3 separate regions of the Zea mays genome follow, and regions 2 and 3 are each linked to region 1. The links are chromatin contacts, called in public Hi-C maps. All regions are on one chromosome and are shown on one strand. The core of a region is the stretch at or near the end of the contact, and the rest is flanking DNA. Distances in the headings are between cores, read along the strand shown.

Region 1 (4,960 bases), core at 2,340-4,839:
ATAGCCTTTATTTTCGTTCGATGTCCACATATCCATAGTTGCAGAAAATCGGCAAGAAAGGGATTTAAGCTGCTCAAACAATTTTTTCTTTTCATCCATGTACATTGTCATTATCTCATTCCTAGTGGTTGTGCGGCACAAGAATGTAAAGTGTGGATGCAAAGACTTCATGAAATCAACAAAATATTCATGTTCAACCATCTTAAAGGGGTACTCATGCATAACTATTGCCATATGGAACTTCCTCAAGCTAGCTTCAGGATCATACTTGAAATTTTGAACAATATCATTGTTCCCTTCACCTTTCTGAACTTGTAGTTCTTGCCGCCCTTTATGTATGTAGTGCCTTGATTTCAAATGGTTCCAGAAGACAGTTGTGCCCCTCGATGATTCACCACGAGTTTTGAACTTGCACTTCTTGCATTTTGCCCAAATTTGTTCCTCGGTCTTGCCCTTATCTCCCTTCTCTGTCACTGTGGACTTGATGAAGTAGTCCCAAACCCCAGAGGTTGGTCTTTTTGGTTTCCTTTTCTTTGTATCAGACTCTTTCACTCCAATATCAGTTGTTCTTTCTCCATCTTCTCCTTCTCCACCTCTATTAACTGGAGTTGTTTCTTGCACAACCACAACTAGAGTGTTCGCAGCAGCAAGGGATGCTCCAGTGCTTGCGCACCCACTGCCACTTGCAGATGCCATCCTACATCCATAAGTTTCAATTAAAAAGCTAGTGTTATAGTCAGTTTAACAACAATTAATCATTGCATCATGAATCTTAATATTCAATCATTTTAGCACGCACAAACACATGACTACTGCACTTGAAAGCTTATATCAACATCAGTACATCACTACTTCAGGAAGAATTGAAGATCCACTCACCAGTCAGGTAGTCACCAGTCGTCAAGTCCGACGCGAGGGATCGGAGCGTCCTGCCGCCTGCAGACTGCAGCCATCGTGAGATGAAGAGCCGAGGAGGTGATGTCGTGAGGAGCGGACGATTGCGGTCGTCGTGGGCTCGTGGCCGAGCCTGCCGTCCGTGGCTCCGTGTGTTGTGCGTCAGTGTGTGGGCGTGTGGCTGGCTAGCTGTCGGCTGGAGCTGCCGACCTGCCGTCGCTGCCGACCTCTAGGTCTAGGGTTTGGAATTGGGAGTCTGCGTCTTGCGTGGGGCATGTACGCGTGCGTGCGGGCTGACGGGTTGTGCAATGCCGTCGTGGCTTACTGGCCTGCTTCTGCCGTTGTGGCTTTACGGGTTGATGTTGCTTGCTTGTGCGTGAGTACCGTGCAGACCAGACCATGTTGCCATGTTGGGCTGTTGGCCTTGCTGCCTTGGCCATGTGGGCTGTGGTCGTGGGTTAGGTTTGGCGCGGGGCGTGGGCTGTGATCTGTCGGATATTTGTTCGGATAGATGTCGGATACATCCGATCAAAGTCATGGATATTCGATATCCAACGGATATCAGTCATATTATATTTGGATTCGACATCCGAACAGACTATTTGTAACCGTTTTCCGAAAAAATCTGAATATCCGAAAATTCTATCCGAACCAGTGTTCACCATCTTTGAATCCGGATCCGGATGTATATTTTCCGAACCATATTATATCCCTACAAAAACAGCTCTACAGTGAAGATATAAGTAGAGAAATAAACAACTCTACAATAAAATTGAGATCTATATTGAATTTTAAGCTACTTTGAATCTTTTAGAATGAAACCAGCGCACATTTGCGCCCGTGGAAGGCATCCACGTCACCATGATAAATAGATATCGTCAATTTAAACTACAATGTAATACCATCCGTAGGATCTTGGCCCAAACAGTAGGGATCTCTCTAGAAGACATGTGATGTCTAGGGAAGGCATCCACGTCATCATGCAACCTAGAAAGCACACAAAAATAAGAGAGAAAGCAAAATAAAAAAGGAAAAGTCGCAGTTGTGGCTCTTGAAGGTCCTCTGTAGGGAAGCGACTGAATGGTACTAATAAAACAATAGTACAGGAGAACCCATAGACAGAGGAGAGAAAAACTAAAAGTAAAAAGAGAAGGAAGAGTCATGACTTTGAGTATTTGCACCTAGGCCCAATCGATTCATCAAAATAGATCAAAATAGCACCTGGTGATTTAGAAGTGCACCAGAAAAAGAGGTACAACCAAAGTCTTAACAAAATATTTGCATGTAGATTCTTCATCACATTATGTATATTAATTCTTCATCGCTCCATCGCTAAGTTCTAATTTTTTAATTAATAAAATATAAAATAACAACAAGCTTGGTTCCCATTTAAAGTGGCGAATGAGCTATTTGCTACAATGCCTACTAGCGCCAACTGAAAAGAGAAAGGAAACAATTTGATATACTTTGTTGGCCTTGTACCAATTATTTGGTTTAGAGTTATGTCCGCCTTCTGCTATTTTCCTATTAAAATATAGAAAGAAACCATATTAAATAAATAATAACAGACATTCTCTTTAACAAGTTCAAATATTACAAATGATGCATTTTTGCTAGGACATCATATACCCATTCGCCGTCCTGCTGTGACATTTACCTTCCGCAACCTTGAATGCAAAAGATTCTTCATAAAATCACTTCCTATGTTGTCATTATGATAAAACATTAAAGGATTTTTGTAATATAAATAGCACAAGTACTTCATACTTCTCTATTTGACGTCTTACTCCAAAAAATTATATAATGAGAAAAATCAATATAACAATAGCTCCAACAAGGCTAACCTTAAGCAATAGACAAAAAAAAACAGTAGATTACTATGGAGTAATATTTCAACCAAAAAAGCTTGTTCTTCCCTAGCAATAGCAACAACAACTGTCACACAAAGAAACAACTTTGGGAACCGAATGTCCTAAATTACCCGGTCACTTAATTTTTTGTATCAACGAGTTAGTTTACACCTTACAGTCAACCATGAATGGACTCTGTTGTAATTCTTTAGTAACAACTATTTGTTAACTCAAATTCGTTAGCCTGATTTGGTTATAATGATTTGTTAGGTCTAGGTCCATAGTTTAGCGAACCGCCTCTTAGAGAGAGCGCCAACGGCACACCACGCTTTCTAGTAAAGCTGAGATTTATGCTGTAAAGTACTACGGCCCATTTTCCGCTGAGTAGTATAGCATAAAACCCAACAAAATCAACAAAGCCCAACATGCGACCCAACCAAATAACACGAGGCCCATCTAAGCCCACCACACGCCCCACACGTCAGCCCACTGCCAATAGGGCCCCACACCCCACTCCCCACCACCTCGTTTCCCGCCCGCTCTCAGGCCTTCTCTCCGACTTCTCTCCCCTCCCAAAATTCTCAAACCCCCAACCCCAACGCCCCTCCCCAATCCCTTAGCCATGGAGGCCTCGGCGCCCGCCCCGCCGCGTTTCACTGTGGCCGACCTCCTCCGGCTCCGCCGTCCCACAACCGGCGCCTCCTCCCTCCTTTGCCTCTCCGTCCCCACCTCCACCTCCACATCCCGACCCCGTAAAAAGCACAAGCTCTCCGCCCCAGTCCCAACCTGGAGCACCGGCACGGTCCCGTTCGCGCCGATGTCCCACCCCGTGCTCCTTTCCGGCACGCTCTCCCTCCCCTCCGCCTCCTCCCCGATCTCCTGCCGCAGCAACTGCTTTTCCTTCTCCGACCCATGCCCCACCGCTGCCTCCCCGGCCACCGCGGCCGCCTCCGTCTGCTGCTGCATCCTCGACTTCGATCCCGCCGCTCTGGGCCGCGTGATCCGTGTCCTTGCGTGGAACTACCTACCCTCACTGCGCCTCCACGCCGAGCCGGGCGTACTCGAAGTGGTCCGCTGGCACCTCGAGGAGTCCGCTCCTCCCGTGAAATATAGCTTCCTGGCGACGGTCCCCTTCCGTTTCCCGGATCAAGAGCCCGACTTGGCTACCCGCGGCTGCGCATTTGGTTTGGTCAGGTCCGTCAGCATTGTGTTCAGTATGCCGCTTGCCAAGGCTGATGCAGGAAGCAGAAATTCAGTTGGGTTTCTGGCGGAGATTTTGTGTTGTGGGTGTCGCCGCTGCTGCAGGGCGACACCGCCGGAAGATGCCCAGACTCACATGTTTGAGACGATGAAATTTGTCTACTTTGTGGATGCGTCTAGCATGTGGCGGCCGGTTCTAGTGTGGCTTGTGGGGAGGCTGGTGTACATTTCTGGGTTAAGTAAAAAAATGGTTTCTGTTGGGGACAAAGCCTCACACACAATTTTGGTGTCATCTGCGAAGACAACCATGGCATGGTGCCCATCCTACAGGGGCAGTCTGCCATTGGATAACTTACCTGAAAAGTGCGGTGGAGAGTATGCTGGGGTTATCACTGGAATTTATTCACAGGGTCTGGTGGTTGAGCTGGATGACACTGCATGGCTGCTGATTGATGATCAGAAGCTTCTGCCACCACATTCCCTTCGAGTTGGTGCCATTGTATGTTGCAACTTTACAACTTCACCTTCAAATTTTCAGTCTTAAATTTTCCATCTCAAGGTGCCACTTACCTATTTTACTTCTTTGTAGGTCTCTGTAAAGAACTTTCGAGCAGTGTGTCTGAACTTTGCTTGGACACGGGTTGTTCTGCTTGCAACTTGCAGTAAAACCTGCATTACTGTAAACTGTTTTTCCTTGGTGGATTCCAAGTAAGCCAGGAACTATTCCCATGTTACTACACACTATTCCATCTGTCCATCAATGTAGGATCAATTTTGATGGAGTCTTCAAAAGTAGATTATCGCCTTTAATATATTTTTCAATAGATTATCAGTTGCTACAAAATAAACATCATAATAAAAAGAAATCTGAAATATAAATATACCTATACAACATTATACACAAACATTGCATATAATTTAACTAATTGTTCGTCAAACCTTACAAAGTTCGATTTATCCGATTCAAGACAAACTTTTACATAATGGACGGAGGGAGTATTACAGATATCATCCAA
Region 2 (4,728 bases), core at 1,920-4,419, 190 kb before region 1:
AACGAAGAGGTACTCAGGAAACAGCCTGAGTCCCCTAAAGTATTATAAGATCATCATCAGGATAACATCATCATATCATAAATATTCACATCATGTTCATTGATTAAGGTAAAGCAATAACATAAAGCTAACCATGATAACCCGAAGGTAAACAAGGGTAAGGTAAATACAGATTAGTCAATCCTTAGGTTTCAATAAGGTAATGCGGGATAGTGAATTATAAAGTAAATAGGACATAATGGGTCAGAGGACACTTGACTTCACCAGGTTGTTGCTCAGGAAGATCTTCGGCAACACACTCAGGAACCACAGGCTACTCGTTGTCTAAACAAAGCGACCATGCATTCAATACATTTGGATAAAGACAAATGAACAATACACCAAACATATACAACCAAGTGAACACAAGTTTGGTAGAGCAGTATAAACACAAAATGTCAACTTAGGTGCTAGGGTTTTATCCTAATTATACCAGGGATAAATTCATACATTACATATTATTAATCTCACAAGGTTAAACATCTAATTACCATTAGGGTTTTCCTTTTTAATTTTCTTATTTAATAAACAAACTATTACATATACTAACCTATAGTCTAAGCATAAAATTAAAATGTGCACACAATGAATGATCATAATTTATTTGGACAGAGAATAATCCTATGATCATTTTGCAATTTGAATCACTCAATTTGGGGTTCATATGCAAAACATATGAAATAAACAAGATTTGAAGTTTAAAATACAAAATTAGGCCTAAATCTGTGATTAATTAAAAGGCCAGGGGTCTGTTTGCAAGAATATAGGGGTCTGCACGCGAAACAGAGGGACGACAGGTTGATTTCTAAAAAGTCGGGGGCTCTTTAACAAATTTACCATGCGAAGGGGTATGGGGCTGTACCGACCGAGAATAGAAACAGCGAGCGAGGGCGCGCGGGACGTGGGCGCCTGACAGGTGGGCTCAGGTGGGGGGGTTGAGGCGTTGACACGTGGAGCTTCCTGGGTGCACGCGCAGAGCGAGGGAGAGGGCAAGGGTGCTCGGCTGGGGGCGCAACTAAGCAGGGGAGGGTGAGTGAGGGTGGACGGGCTCCAGCAAAGGCTCGGGCGCGTGGGAGCGTGGCCGGGAAATGTGCGGTCGTGGCCACGTCCACGGCAGAGAGCGCAGGCGGTTCGTGTCACACCCGGGTTTTAGGAGTCCAAAACCCGAGCGCGAAATTATCACCAGGTGTGCTGGAACCAAGTCTCACACATATGATGACTCATGGTACCGAAACGAATGCAGACAACGACCCAACAACCATAGTTGACTGGGAGACAACGACCTAGACCACTCACGAATTCATCACAACATCCTCCGTGCGCCTCCTCCTATGGTACCTATTCTTAACCTAGGGGGATGTGAGTACAGCAAGGGTGAGCTCACATACGTTCATCGCTCAACAAGTTGTGGGGAATAATGTGCATGAACTCATCAATGGTAGGAGCTCATGTGAAGTGTAAGGTTTACCAAAGGAGATTGTGAAAGCTGAGCATTGCTTTTAAAGTTGGTCCAAATTTTATTAACAGTTACTAAGTATAAGTAGATACCAACCCAATTAAATAAGAGATCACAATTGATAATAACACCCACAATGCAATGCATATGACAGATTATGTTTAGTTCCTTAAGTTAATCATGCGAGAGTCCTGAGCTGTTCATGACCGCGAGAACAGCTGATATACCAGTTTTACACTCTGCAGAGGTTGTGTCCTTTACCCACAAGTCGTGTACCCCGTCTAGCCAGGGTTAGCTAGACCCTTAGACACTTCCGAGGTGAATGACTAGGGATCGACTACGAGACCTTTACAAAGTTCCACTAGCTTCAGAATACCCGCTACGATTTTTAGAAGGGCAATATAGGAATTCCTCACCTGAAATACCATCGCAGCATGATCGACCCGAGAACATCCCTATACATAGCTCCTCTACCTCCCTTGCCCCTTTCGGGTAAGGTAGTCCTCAACTAGCTTTCCTAATTAGTCAGCCAAGGGCGTCCCATTCCACCCTTATGGTAGCACGGATATCTCAAGTTAAGCTCCATGTTCCAATTAACACAATGATCTTGTCATGAACAATAAGTAAAACAACAGTACAACTAGAACATGATCATAATGTAATATTAATTCCAAAACTAGGTAGAGCAATAGCAAAACTACCCAAAAGTTCAGTGGTAAACAAGGTGTGGGATAAACAAGTCTAGGAAGACCTATTAGGTCCCATCAGATTAACCTGAGCATGTCACAATGATTAATAGGAACATTATTAGGTAAATAAAAGTGATCAAGGGCACAACTTGCCTTAGGCTCGCGATTCCAGGTACCAAATTGGTCTTCAGATGCTCGTGACCTCACCGCTATTCGTAGCAATACACACAGATAGAAAAGGGTCACATATAAATAACAGTACACCAAACATGAGAACAAACAAGGTAAAAATATTCTACGCGATGCTACGAGGGCGTAGATCCAAGAACGACTAAAGTCAGAGTTATGGTTATAAAGATATGATTTTCTGAAGAATTTCATGATTAGATAAAAACTATATTCTATGTCGATTAATGAAAAATATATGAGAAAAGATATTCATGAAATAACTAATTCAACTTTAACCTGAATTATAACTTGATTAGGGAGTACATCTTAACCAGATTATAACTAGAGATAGATTAGCCTAGATTAGTAGAGTTATTCAACTAAATATAGATTGAGCACTACCTAATTAATAATACATGTGCTATAGTACAATTGAAGTTGTTAACAAGTATGGAATATTTTTATGAAGCTAACGCCACTTGAACGGGTCAAATCGGAGTTTAAACGAAGGAGATATGGATTCCCTAGGTTTCTAGAATTATTTGTAAACCAAAAATCAATTTCCTTATCTGATTTTATGAACATCACAGCACCCAGGACTGCGGATACTATTTTTAAAAAGAACAGGGTTTAAAATTCACAAAAAACAGGACTTAATTTTAATTCTTTACAACTGTCCTTGGATGGCGGGTTAGTTATCCCGAACCCGAGGGGCTCTTTTACATAAACTCACGGTTGAAGCGGTATGGATACCTCTCAGCCGCACGATCAAAACCCGATGCCCCAGATTAAAATCTCTCATATTCGAGCCGACAGGCACCAGAAACCGTCCGATTCGAGATAAACGGTCCACAATACTCCACGCAATAATCTAGGTGGAACCCATGGATTGCCATCAGGCGGTCACGGTTTTAAATGCCAAAGAGGTGTCTTCCCGTCTAATCTGGAGCGTTCAAACCGAGATCGATGGCCACACACACGTCTTCCTCGCTTGCGCGGACGCTGCCCGGCCACCACGGTGAAGCATCGTCGAAGACCCCCAAATTCGAACCCCATGCAAATTACTCGAATCCTAAACGAGCTACACGCAGAGGACTCCCAAGAGAATGTAATGGTACCCTCCTTACCTTCATCCATGCAGCAATGCCTCTCGGCGCCAACGTCCAGCGACTCCTAGCCCGGCGAGATCCATAACCCGCGACACCGGTCACCCTGGCTCCCGAACCGATGCCCATATGTCCAACGTTCCCAGGCGAGTCCCCCCAAGCAACAAGCCGAGGCTATGCAGCTTCGTAAGCAGGTAGTGACACTCGGATTTTCTCCCTCTCCCTCTCAGCTCTCGGTCACCAATGGCGCACCGGTAGATGGTTGCTCCGATGGTTTTCTGAGGGCATCAAGGAGGGGGCCTTGGTCTTTATAGCCGCGAGGACATGAGCTTGTAGCGGACGCGAAATCAGGGAGTTCGTTGCAACCTGGCGGAGATTCGATGACGGCTCCGGTTGTTGTGATTTCTTCGCGTCTAGTATGGACCCGAGTGGAGGAGAGTTCTGGGTGCTGGGTCCCATCAGTCGATAGCTTCGATCGTGCACAGGTGAACCGGTGTGTAGCTGACCACAAGGACCCGCGTGGCAGTGACTAACTGAGATGCAGATTGGGGAGGAGGAGGTTGATGTATCGGGCCCACGTGATAGTGGAGCGCATGTTGGCATGTGAGGTGAGGCCGCCAAGTGGGTCCCACGGCGCAGTGGCTATGCGCCGGAGGAGGAGCTGGGCCGCGCGATGAGGGTTTTCGGGGAGTAGATGGGCCGGCCAGTGCGGATGTGGCCCAAGAGCAGGATTCCCTTTTCTATTTTCAGTTTTGTTTTCCAATCTAGGTTTCAAATCCAAATTAAACTTAAAATCCAAACTCAATGCACAACCAAAAACCAACATGAATGCAAATATTTTTTGGACTATTTATTTATTTATTATTACGTTCTTTTAAGTAAATGCTCCAAAACAAAGAATCATTCACATAAGAAAACTAAAATTTCAATTAAATCTTTCTCTCTTAAAACTACATATACTCCCACTATAATTCATGAAAGGAATAATTCTTGTAAGCTACTTTACCATATTGTTCATTGGAGAAAATAGTTAAAAACAGCTAAAATTTTATATTCCCCATTTTATTTAGATTTAGGAAATAGTTCCAATTCATATCTTTATTAGAAGGACATTTTGAATTTTAAACTTTTAGAGAATTTTTTGTAAATCCCAAAATTTTATTTTAGGGTGTTTACAGTTCGGGGGGGGGGGGGGGGGGGGGGGACGGTTTCGACAGACGGGGCCCACAGAACAGAGAGAGAGAGAGAGCGGGCGAGTGAACAGGCTTCA
Region 3 (4,900 bases), core at 2,212-4,711, 240 kb before region 1:
GTACACTTGCTCAGCATGCTTCGGCAATAGTCCATGGTTAAGAGGGTGTTTAAATGCAATATAGCTAATAGTTAACACCTAAAATTAGCTCGAAACATTAAAACACCTAGCCAATAGTTCAGTACTTCAGCTATTAGCTATTTTTAGTAAATTAGTTAATAATTATATACCTATTTATTAGCTAGCTAATTTTACTATCAATTTTTTAGCCAATAAATATTAGCTCTAGTGTATTCAAACATTTCCGAAGATACAATGGCCTACTATCTTTTAGGAATAATTCTGCGTGCATCCGCTTTATAAGACCGCTTCGAGCAATTCATCTATATTTCATCTATATGACTATCCAAAATATTATTTTATATTGTAGACTACATTGTTCGTATAGTAAAGTTTGAATATAAGAATAGGTAAACTGCTGGAAAAACAGCACAACACCCATAAGACCCTATCAAACTTAGCACAACCGCACAACCCATGGAAAAACAGCAACCTTATCAAAATGAAACAAAATGGTAGAAATGAACCTACTTGTTTCTGCTTGAACTCATTACCCAGATTTGTGCCCCTTTGGCAAATTCAATCACTCACGCGTATAACACAGAGACACTCTGAAGAATCAAATACAGAAATTTAATCACGCACATCATAAACCATACAACACGTCAGGAAGACTCAGCAGAATTGAGCTCACATTGTCACAAAATTTGTATACAGCAGATAGATAGATTCATTCATAGATTCATTCATCAGAATACAATTCCCATGTACAAGAATAGGACACACGCACCACACACTAAATCACGCAACTGCAGCTCTGCGCAAGGCTATATACACTGCAAGAACACTATATACAGGCAGACTGAACAATCACGCCACTGCAGCTCTGGGCAAGACTATATATATATACACTGCAAGAACAGAATGTACATGCAGTAGAATTCGAGGTCCACGAGCAAGTGGGACAAATTAACAATGGAATAGCAGTTCATCTCTACGTGTTATCAATCATCAGGTTAGCACTCCGCACATATCAGGACGGCAAAATCATTTTTGATGGCGTGCAGTTTGTGTAGTTCAGCTTTCGCATTGCTTTGCAAGAGTAGAATAGCCTGGGATTCTGGGAACACCTCAGGAAGGACATACCCATTTGGTGCCGCTTCAGAATCCCACTGCTCCTCATTTTTCTTTTTAGATTTCCTTCTTTTTTTAGGGCTTTTCCATGTCTTCCTTCATCGATACATTCTGCGACTAGGACAAACGTAGTAGAACAAAACAGAGTGATACTATTTACAGGGTAGCTAGGACAGGTCGGACGGTATTAGTTCTGGAGAGAAGAAAGCCACTGCTCTACAAAATTCTTTCCATCTGCAAATCAAAAGAAAGAAGAATATTAGAGAACATAAACTGCACTCGTGTTACATTTAGGTTATGGACCTGATGCTGTCGATCAATATACCGAACAAGATTACCAAAAAAAGCGAAACATTTTAAAAGATTGAAAGGCTAAAGAAGGCAACTGAATATTATTAGTTGGTTCAAGTTCAATCACAGAAAGCAGTGCAAGTTCACAGATGATTGAGTTATCTTTTTGTTCACTGAAACACCAAAAGTAGACCACTAAGTCTTAGTGTACCCACCAATTGGCTTTACGACAAACTTTACAAACTAACAAAATTATAGAATTTCAAATCTTCCATAGTACCACAAAGTAAGCCACCAAATCCATGAGTCAACAGCACCAATCACATATGACTATTAAGCCAATCCACCCATAAATTCGATAGAACTACTCCAATCAGCTCAGTGTTGAACAAATAACGGCATATACCAAGCAATCATTGGGGAATAACTCCAGATGCCTACTTGCATATGACCACCAGTTTCTATCAGAAAAAAGGGGAAAGAAAAGCAAGTCTGCCTTGATAAAGACTATAGCTCCTTATCCTATATTATACTCTGTGTTATGTCACCTTAACAAATTGAAATTATTGCCAAAACAAGAATTTTGTAACTGAAAAGTGCCGAATTTAGAGTTTATGTCAGCTTGCCAAACAGAAAACTGAACTAGTCACAGTACACAAGAAACAACCAGCTGACATGACTCCTTCCTAATTCTACTTCAGACAGATCCGTGTATTGCTAGTACCGTACGTGATTTCCTTCCAATACTGAACATGTATAGATCTGAATCTTTCCATAAGTATAAATACGAAGTGATATATAGCATGATCGCTTCTTGGTTTTAGTTAAAAAATTAAATGAAAGCACATTGAATTCACATACGAGGTCGGCACGCTCACCAGAGAATCCACCATTGGTGAGGGTGCCGGCGCCAAGAAACCTGCCCTCGTGCCTCCCGGGCTGCTGCTCTTGGCGGCCGTGGCGGTAGCAGGGCACGAGGACGGCGAAGCAGTTCTCGGGGTCGCCATCCGTCTGAAGCTCCGGTGCCTGTGGCTCGAGCCAGCCGATGGACCAGTCGGAGTCGTCCGAGTCAGAGCCGGAGAGGCACCCACCGCCGTCGGACGGGACGATGACCATGTCGTACTCCCGGTCGACACGGGGCTCACCGCGGCTGCGGCGCCGGTTCCTGACCCTCCTCGGGCGCGCGCGGCGGCCGCCGGCGCCCCTGCCGGTGTAGAACGTGACGGTGTCGGGCTCCCGGAAGCCGGAGGGGAAGTCCGGGAAGGAGGAGCTCGTCAGCCCCTCGTTGGGGTGCTCGTGGGCGGCCACCGGCGCCGCGGCGCTCCCCGGCCATAGCCATTGCGTGAAGCGGCTCAGCGCCATGGACATGGCGTAAAAAAAAGGAAAACCCTTGCTTCTCCTCGCGAGAAAAAAAGAGGCTTGGAGCCTCTCGATCGGACCAAAAATCGCGGAGAAATCAGGCAAATTCGTCGTTCCCTTGGATCTGCCGAGTCGAAAACCTAAAGCGACAAGGATATCTCAGATTAAAAAAAAAAGGAACCGATTCACAAGTAGATCCAACGGAAAGCTTTTGGACACAGTGAGCACGAAAATTAGGAAAGCTTCTTCTTTCTTTCAGAGTTCAGAATCACTGGATTGATTGACGAGTAGCACAACTGAAAAAATGGCTCGTTATTGGGGCAAAAATTCTCTAATCCGAAGCGTCTGGGAGTCCAAAACCATTGCCCCGAAAACAAAAGCAGGAAATTTCCCCCCTAATAAATTGGGTTCTTCTTCAAAATCGAGCCCCGAACACCGGCGATAACAATTTGCGGCCCAAAAACACACCCACCCAAGAATATCCGGTAAAAAAAGTTTTCTGATCGAAATCGAGCCCCGGCAAACGCGACTACGATCAAAACCACACCACCTCCTCCCGACCCAGCAACCGCTAATTACTCTCCTCCATGGCCTTCTCCGCTCAGATCCTCTCGCACGCGAGACGCTCCAACTCCAACCTCCGACACAACGCGACGCAACCACCAACCGATTGGGTTAAGGATTGGAGCGAGCCTCGCGGCCGGGACGGATAAGTTTTATAACCCTGGGGCCTGGGCTGGACGAGATCCCCGCCGTCCAAGGGGGGCGCGGGTCCACACAGGCCAATCATCCTGCCGCGAGCGTGCTGACGTGTCGCGCCCCGGGGTGGCCAGCGTGCGGGGCAAGCCCTCGCTTTCGTGCAGTGCCGGGGCACTTCACACTTGTCACTAGGCTTGCGGCGCTTGCCCATTCCGTTTCAATCCTAGGCTTCCTTGCTCAGATGTAGGTTAAAAAAAAGCTTGAGTTTGACGAGTAGGCTCAGCGGCTCGGTTAGATAAGTCTATTTTGTAGCGTGTGAAAAGAGTAAACCAGCTCAGCTTAGCTTGATTCGTTGCTACTCACGCTCGTGGCTTGATCTAACACAATTTGTTACGTAAGATTCTAATTAATATATAGTATTAATATCCAATAGATAATTAATTTATATTATTTAAAATTATAGTACAAAATTAATCTATTTTTATAATATATTAGTAATCTATTTATCTTACTAATTTCAAATATTTTACATATATTATTTTTAAAATTTTACATTATTATTTGGAGCTTAGTAACCCGGAACTGGGAACTTGGCCACGTTCCTCGTTCGGGAACGTGGGAACAATCTCGTTCCAGTAGTGTTAAATCCTAGTTTTAGTAGCGTACCGTGTACCACGTTTCTGTTCCTCGATCTCATCGATCCGAGAACCTGGTTACTAAAATTTGGAGAGCAATTTTACATTAAATTTCAGACTCGCTAGAGAAGCGAGTTAATCCGAGCTAGGCTTGTTATTTGACCAAGCCGACTCGGTTCGTTTCACCCCTACTCGGATGTGCCTGGTCAAGTATGTGTACGTGTTCGTCAGGGGAAACTTCGTTTAATCTGTTATATTATTACAGAATTAATTCTACAATTGCTAGTACTGGTATCGCGTACTCGGAATAATGTGTGCAGATATGTTACTGGTGTGGTGGTGTTTATTTATGTTTATCATGTCAATCACGTTAGTAAAAACACGGAGGCGCTTTGGTCAGACATTCCTTGCCTGCTCAGCGGACGGATCTCGTGTCAGGAACCTGATCGCTAAACATTTTTAACATGTGCCTAATATCATTATAAGCATCATTAGTACATAAAATGATCATTACATTACATTTGAATGAGCATTTAAATTTTGAATTATGTCAAAATGGTGTTTTATGAAGCAACCCGAAAAAATTGTAACGTGACTATGGTATGGTTTGTTATATTAAAATACTATGTATAAAAACATAAAGTTGCAGTGTTTTTGCTCATTTTTAGGAATTAATTGACAACCTAAAATTGGCGGAAGATTCAAATTGAGTGTTTTATAAAAAAATGTGATTGTTGGTTACTAGTTTTCGGTTCCTCACAGGTACCAAAAATAAGACAACA

What was found. A called contact is a pair of places that touch in the nucleus more often than the background predicts.
Region 2: a Hi-C map of ear shows a contact between it and region 1, with 2.2 times the contacts expected there. The contact joins the enhancer-like site here to the promoter of LOC100304248 in region 1. A contact is called at or near these places in 2 of 25 Hi-C or Micro-C datasets (ear and endosperm).
Region 3: a Hi-C map of leaf shows a contact between it and region 1, with 2.4 times the contacts expected there. The contact joins the promoter of LOC100277803 here to the promoter of LOC100304248 in region 1. A contact is called at or near these places in 6 of 25 Hi-C or Micro-C datasets (bundle sheath, ear, leaf and 1 more).

The regions. Positions count from the first base shown.
Region 1 is chr7:107,064,010-107,068,969 of Zm-B73-REFERENCE-NAM-5.0, reverse strand. It overlaps LOC100304248, which reads left to right and starts at 3,589. Exons shown (of 15, transcript NM_001361393.1): 1 at 3,589-4,443; 2 at 4,534-4,652. The coding sequence starts at 3,961.
Region 2 is chr7:107,252,407-107,257,134 of Zm-B73-REFERENCE-NAM-5.0, reverse strand. No RefSeq gene overlaps it. Among protein-coding and RNA genes, the nearest start is that of LOC100277803, 47 kb to the left of the region's middle. Within about 2 kb of position 3,169, at least 17 of the 20 cell types and tissues checked have an H3K27ac peak or open chromatin away from gene starts, as enhancers often do. A contact at or near this core is called in ear and endosperm, where this site is marked.
Region 3 is chr7:107,300,058-107,304,957 of Zm-B73-REFERENCE-NAM-5.0, reverse strand. LOC100277803 reads right to left here and starts at 3,461. Exons shown (of 2, transcript NM_001151281.1): 1 at 2,304-3,461; 2 at 1,205-1,368. The coding sequence starts at 2,793. The coding sequence ends at 1,322.